2 separate regions of the Mus musculus genome follow, and region 2 is linked to region 1. The links are chromatin contacts, called in public Hi-C maps. All regions are on one chromosome and are shown on one strand. Each heading gives the region's core, a stretch centred on a gene start, on an enhancer-like site or on the middle of the called end of the contact. The rest is flanking DNA. Distances are from core to core; before and after follow the strand shown.

The links. A called contact is a pair of places that touch in the nucleus more often than the background predicts.
Region 2: a contact with region 1 is called in a Hi-C map of stem cell-derived neural stem cells, with 2.9 times the contacts expected there. The contact joins two enhancer-like sites. A contact is called at or near these places in 9 of 484 Hi-C or Micro-C datasets (cerebellar granule neurons, cerebellum, cerebral cortex and 6 more), 7 of 115 datasets of contacts at active chromatin or transcription factors (PVALB interneurons, astrocytes, differentiating embryonic stem cells and 4 more) and 2 of 9 other capture datasets (embryonic stem cells and embryonic tail).

The regions. Positions count from the first base shown.
Region 1 is chr8:90,243,372-90,246,817 of GRCm38.p6, forward strand. No RefSeq gene overlaps it. Among named protein-coding and RNA genes, the nearest start is that of Tox3, 100 kb to the right of the region's middle. Within about 2 kb of position 1,495, at least 51 of the 459 cell types and tissues checked have an H3K27ac peak or open chromatin away from gene starts, as enhancers often do. A contact at or near this core is called in cerebellum, neural stem cells and stem cell-derived neural stem cells, where this site is marked.
Region 2 is chr8:90,657,591-90,661,036 of GRCm38.p6, forward strand. No RefSeq gene overlaps it. Among named protein-coding and RNA genes, the nearest start is that of Gm35850, 81 kb to the right of the region's middle. Within about 2 kb of position 1,616, at least 15 of the 459 cell types and tissues checked have an H3K27ac peak or open chromatin away from gene starts, as enhancers often do. A contact at or near this core is called in cerebellum, neural stem cells and stem cell-derived neural stem cells, where this site is marked.

The DNA.
Region 1 (3,446 bases), core at 245-2,744:
CTTCTTTCAATGGTGGGAACATGGAACAATGTGGAAGCCCAAATATTGGAGAACATTCTCAAATGGGGATTTTTTTTCCTTTCAGGTTTACATGTCAACGGGGTCATGCCCTTTTTGTACTCAGCCCTGCCTTTCTCACATGAACACCTTCAGGACTCAAGTTAAACAACTCCTCAGCAGATCATCTACAAACTCCCTTTCCTGGCCTTGCTCCTGCTCACCTCTGTGTGAACAATGCATGCCCACATCTGTTAGCTCCTCTACTGGTACCACCCAGTGCCCATATTGCCAACCTGAGTCTTCTCTCCAGCCCTCCCTTGGGCTGGAGATATCTCCTCTTCTAGGTCAAGACTTCCATCTTGGCTTCCATCTTGGCTTCCATCTTGGCTTCTCCTAATCCCTAAGGCAGCTCCTAGACATTTGTAATTCCAGGCAGCTTTCTCTATTACCCCTAGCCAATTGCAATCTCTCCCTTTCCTAATGACAATTTTCATTTGCTCAGATAAAAAGGAAATCGCACACATTTGTTTTATGTCTCCTGTTGGCACACCTCGTCATCCTGGGTGGTGGTACCTTCCCGTCCCCAAGGGGAAAAAAATGAAACCCCAGTGAAGGATGGCCTGTTATGATTTTTTAAAAATCTTTATTAGGAAAAATTTCAAACATCTACCAAGTAAGCAGAAGGTGCTATTTATCGCTGCCTTTCCTTTGGGACCCATCACAGGGTTCTGCATGCTGCAGAAGTAAATTTAAGTAATTAGGGCCTAAGGCAAAGGGAGCTGTCTGCCTGCATATCTGATTCCACATCTCCCAGGTGGCTTAGCGCTTCCTCAATAACATACACACGCAAACACCTGTAGGCTCTTGCAGTCTACACAGATGAAACTCGGCCACCAGCTTTAGCATTCAGGGGACATGTGTATTCTTGAGGGTAAGTTTGAAGGATATAGAGAAAAACTTACGGGGTTATGACTATTTTCTAAGAAAATTCAAATCTGGTTGAGTAGTACTTCTGTAGTAGCCTTTGAGGGACAACCTATTCTTCTGTCTCAGAAGTGTAGGTTTGTTCACTACATATTACCGGTGACAAGAAGTCACTTTTCAGCTATATTCTAGTAACTCCCGCAACCTCAGATTCTTATGTCTATTATTTTAGAATAATATTCTTTTAAACTTGAGCCTACTTACCCATTAACTTTCATGTTTTCATTCTCCCTATGTGTGTGTATGTGTGTGTGTGTGTAGTAATGAAATCCTTAAAGTGAACAAGAATTCCAGAGTGATGGGTTACACATCCATGCTGTGTCATACACAATTAACTCAAATGGACTGTACAGTCCATTATTCTGTTAGTGCATGGAAGATCAATAAATATGGGGAAAAAATCCACCCTAGCTCTCTACTTTCCCATCCGTTTCCACTAGGGCTGAGCCGGATCATGCTACTGTGATGTGTACGCCACAGCTAAGGCAGGCAGGTGGTGCATAGACACCATTCAAACTTGGCCTATTCAGTCCCCGGCTCCTCTAATGCTCCATTCATGCATAGCAAAACACCATCTGGTCCTATTTTGCCTCCAGCAATCACAGCTGACCAAAAAACGATAATAACAGCTGTTGCAAAACAAAAGCCAAACAAAGAGGGTGGGTGAGGGGGAGGAAAGGTTAGATTGAAGTCCAGAGCTGAAAATGCTCTGTGAAGTGAGAGCGGGGAAGAGACCATTCAGACGTCTGGAGCCCGCTGAGTGGACAGCGGAGGACTCCTACTTAAACTTGAGATATTAATCCATCTGTCTTGAAAGCCTTCAGACCACTGTCAGGTGGTAATATATTGCAGAAATTATGCTCATGAAGGCATTTAAGTTTCTGTTCTTTGAGTCAGGAACTAATGACCCCGTGTCAGCTGAAAATGAAAAAGTCCTTATGCTCTTTCATCAGACGGCTATACAGGTGAACACAGAAAGGGAACTCGGTTAGCTGGAATAATAAAATAATGTCCCCACAGCAGGGGAGAGACTAGGTGTGTGCGATGGAGATGGGTGTGGGGAGAGAAAGTGTCTCAATGTCTGTGGGACAATTTAAGGCTCTACTCAATCAGGTACTAGGTTTCTCTCACAAGCTTTCTTTGCCCAGACTTATTTCTGATCTCCTAGAGAATGAGTACCGAAAACCTTACTTCAATTCAGAGATAGAAACCAATCACTCATATAAATGGTGAATCTTGATTAAAACAACTTGGTAACAAGAGTGGGGTACTCATTACAGAATTCAAATCCTTTATTGTTTTAAATGTACAGCTTTGCCTGGTGATTAATTTTTCTAATTGTAGAAATTATCTTATTCTTCCCCTGGAATTGACCAGAAGTAGCTTTATATAATTTGATAAAATGTGATAAAAATTTAAGATTAAAAAAAAAAAAAGAAAAAGCCCTCCTGTAATGGCTATAGCAGCACCAGCCTGGAACTGCAAACAGTTGCAAACAGACTTCACTTGCAATTAAGTCTCATCACTAGTGACATTTTTTCCCCAGCAATACTTCATGGGTTTTCAAAATGACAATTACAGAACTAAGACACAATTACTGTCACATGTAGTTTAGCAATTAATGTTGAAGACATTTGTCTAAAGGTCCCACAACAGAATATCAAATGGTTCTTATTGCTATGTAACGCTGGTTTCTATTCACAAAGACCCTTTGAGCGCTGGCTGCGCTCCTGATGGGTCTGCTGCAGGCAGATCACTTCTTTGGGGAGCACAATTGGCCCCTTGTAGATGTGGTTAGGCATCTTTCTAAGACTGTTTGAACACTGATACCTGTCAACTAATACATCTTATGAAAAGCTTCAGTTTAGACATAAATTTCTCTACAGCAAGAAACCTATAAATTTATAATTAGAATCCCTCGCTGTTCAATATTTGTACATAATACAGAGTATGAGAGGATTATGAAATATTGAAAGCAAAATTCATTATTCATAACCCACAACATACAGTAAATATTCTTTGAAGTATGACAACTTTGAGGAATCCATATTCCATTATTTTTGGACGTCCTGCACACGGTAGCAATGGACGCTGCCGTGCTCGCTGCCTTCTTTTCAGATTAGGATTCTGGTCAGGCTTGACGCTTGCTGTTTTTAATTTTCATTTTATCATAAGCAGTTTAAGACTGTTGCCAGTGGTAATTTGCAATTTTTATCAAGACCTCTTCATTACAGCTTCTGACAGGACAGATGCTGTAATTAATCATGCAAGACAACTGGGGATCATGGTCATGCAGCTCTCAAAGAGAAGCCACCACGGAGCACACAAGAAGGGGGAAAATGGGCACCGAAATTCTGACTTGGGTCTCAAAATCAGGACTCACCATTTATTTTAATAGCTGAACAGAAAACAACTGCTTTTTGCTTTACATAAATATATCTGTAGCTTATCTGTATTTTATT
Region 2 (3,446 bases), core at 366-2,865, 410 kb after region 1:
AAAGTCTTTCTGGCTTTGTTCATTTTAATGGCAGAATAAGACAGCATTTAGACCCAAACACTTTCCCGGCAGTGTGCAAGCTGGGCCCTAAACATTTACCAAGAAATCGTCCCAGGGTCCAGTCGTCTTTCAAACAGAAACAGTGTTTAGCTACATAGAAATCACTTTAGGACAGAGCTGTTCCAACAGTCGCTGTGCCCACAGAAAAGGATTCTATTTTGGCTAGCAAATACTTGCAAAAAAAAAAAAAAAAAAAAAAAAGCCTTTCTAGCTATCCATGGGAAAGGAGTGAGTGCCCCCTGGTGAAAATGTGGGAAACGCTTCCATATGTTGTTTTTGGCTGGCAAGAAGGTGCAGATGTCTTCACAATAAAAATATACTCGCTGAGAGTGCTCATATCCTTGAGAAGAGCTGGCACCGTTTGCAGGACTGGATCTAAAGGTGACAAAGGCATACAAAGGAAGCAGGACAGAGGGCCTACACCAGAACAGACAAGTTGGAGCCACAGGTGAACCCGAATTTAAGTGTCTCTTTCTGGCTTCACCAAACCTACCCTCCATCTGTCTCCACCCTCTTCCTTGTCCAGGGGAGCCAACCTATAGGACTTTATTATGTATCCCTTGGCCTTCTGCCCTCTAGTCAGGTTTACCCAAGGGGAGGCACTGGCTGGTGATGGAGGAGGAGGTATAGGAAAATGTTTATTCCCAGGCTCCATCCTTCCAGTACATTTGGAAGGTACTGTCTCCCCTTTCCCCTGCCACCACCACTGCCCATAATCTCAGCAACTCCAGACAGCTGTTCTATATAACTTTCTCTTGAAGGTCTGGTGCCCTTTAAGCATATGGTGGTTAGAGCTCCTCACTGTTGCTGGCTTGAAGTACTTCACCATTCTCCCAGAGTTCCCTTCCTGCTACACCCACCTTGGTTAAAACAAAACAAGTTCAGACAGCAAAAATGCACACTGACAACCTTTATCAAGGTACCATCTCCTTTCCAAGTTTATCCTGACTGGTGCACATGCCACGATTTCTATAATATGCCTTTAAAATGCAGGTAGAGTGCTACACGCATAGAAGCTCAGAAGGAAGCTGGAAAGGATGCTGAGGCAGGAGGATTGTGAGTCTGGGGCCCAACTTGGACTGCGTAGCAGGACTCTTATCTCAGACAAATAAACAGTAACAACATACAATATACACAAAACATAAATGCAATAGACATCTAGATTTGTGTAGCACCAGGGACCCCTAAATCTCCCAGTCATTGTAGGCTCCAAATCACCTGGACAGAAGTGAAGTTAAAAAAAAAAAGAAAAAAGTATGGCCAGCTGTACAAAGGTAAGGCAGAAATCTCAGTGGTTTTCAGAGTCTTACTTCCTTCCGTGGCCTGTGACATCTTTAGCTCAAAGTCAAAGCTCTGACTTTGTTTTGAGTAGGACGAAGATTCTGTTTACATTTAGCCTTCACCCATCTCTCCAGGGTGAAGAGAGAACAAATTGTCCTGTCAGGAGAGATCCGTGAGATTAAACAATAGTGTGTTGGCTCTATGGTGCTAAACTGTTGAGAGTAGAGGCTCTGCAGACCCAAGAACAAAAGGACAGCCCCCTGGTCTGTAACCAGGGCACCAGCCCAAGGGTCTGTTCACTGGCAGGAACACACAGATGTAGCTGGACCCTGCCAGTCCTCCACACATCCGGACTTTCTGCATGATTCCATTGTGAGGCTGTCATTCCGGATTGTGCCTGTGAACTCTCTGCTGCTGGGGGTGGAGAGGAGGAGGGAGGAGCAGAGGAGCTAGCATGGCCTTAGGCTTTCAAAGCTGGGCTCCACTCCCAGTCTTACTTCTCCCTTACTGTGTGATGGGGAACAATGTTAACCCTTCCAAGACCCTTCCCCAACCTCCCAGTGAAGATAACCACAGCATCAATGCCGTTTACCCACCTAGCTGGTGTCATGAACCTGGGAGAGCAGGACCTAAAAATGAAGCAAAATAAAGTCGCATCCAAGATTCAACTATTCAACTTTATTCAGAGCATCGGACAATTTATATGCTGAGGGTTAAGAAGAGTCACCTGAGTGAAGTGTCCAATCACAAGGACAATGCCTCACATGGCAAAAGCATGTTTTCCCCTGAGGAACATGAGTGACAGCACATGAGGTAACTTCACTCCTATCCACTGCACCTGGGAAGAGCACAAAAACACATTTCAAGAACAATTTTGTGTTTTGAAGAAACCGAGGTCACAAGACTCTCGTCTTGTTTTGCTGGAGTTTTCTCACTAGCAGTCAGATTTCTCACATGACTCCGCTCTTGGGCTGTTCTGACACAGTGGTATGAAGGGTAAACAGAGTCATAAGAAATGAAGTGTGGCATCCCAAACACACTGAGGACATCTGTTGTAGAAGACTTGGCTTCATCCTCCTAAATTCTAAAGAGGGCATAGGCCTCCACCTCTGCACTGAAGTTCAACAGTCAGATCATCATACAGAAAATGGGTTTGAGCTAACAGCTTGAGTTGTTTTACATCCAGAAACGTTCTCCTGGGCCCGTAAGATACCACTAAAGCCTGACAACCTAAATTTGATGGCAGGATCCCATAGAGGATGGAGAGGAAAGCAACTCTTGAACGTTGTTTCCTCCTGACCTCCATACTCAGGCTGTAGCACCTGGATGTCCATCACGATGATGATGATGGTGGTGGTGGTGGTGATGATGATGGTTTTTAAAGAAAAATTTTAAAGTATTTAAATTCAAAAGTTTAAAGAAAATTCTCCCTTTCACACCTGGCCCATTTCAGCACACTAGGAATAAGAAAAATAATGATAAAAACTTATTGTGAGGTCCTCATGACACAACAGATACTCTACAAAGCTATCTTTAATTTTATGATTATCAAATATATAAAGGCATATATTTAAAGAGTCAAGGAGTCATAGAAGATTACATGACACTCAGCACCTGTCACCCTTTGCCCCCATGTCCATCACCCCAGTAACCATGAACAGCATACGTGTTATGAAGTTCCCAGTCTTGCCTTTTATACCGCATTGTTGCCCTCCTCCACTTCCGGTGATAACTAAACTTCTCTTCCATCCCTTAGCTTCATGAATACTCTTATTCACACACACTCTTCTCAATAAAACCATTTTTGTTTTATCAGATCAATAAACATTTTAACTGTACAGTCATGAGTAAGTTAATAACGGTTGTTTTCTTTCTCACGTTTCCCTAGAGACAATAGTCTTGCGGGGGGGGGGGGTAGGGGAGGGTGTTGTTTTTGTTTTTTAGTTAAGGGGTTTGGAGTTTTTTGGTCGGTTTGTTGTTGTTGTTGCTGTTGCTGTTGCTGTTGCTGTTGCTGTTGTTGTTGATAATGATGATGATAATGATGTTACTGTTGTTTTCCCCCTCCTGGGAACTTACCGCTCATGCAACTTGAAACTTCCTGCCTT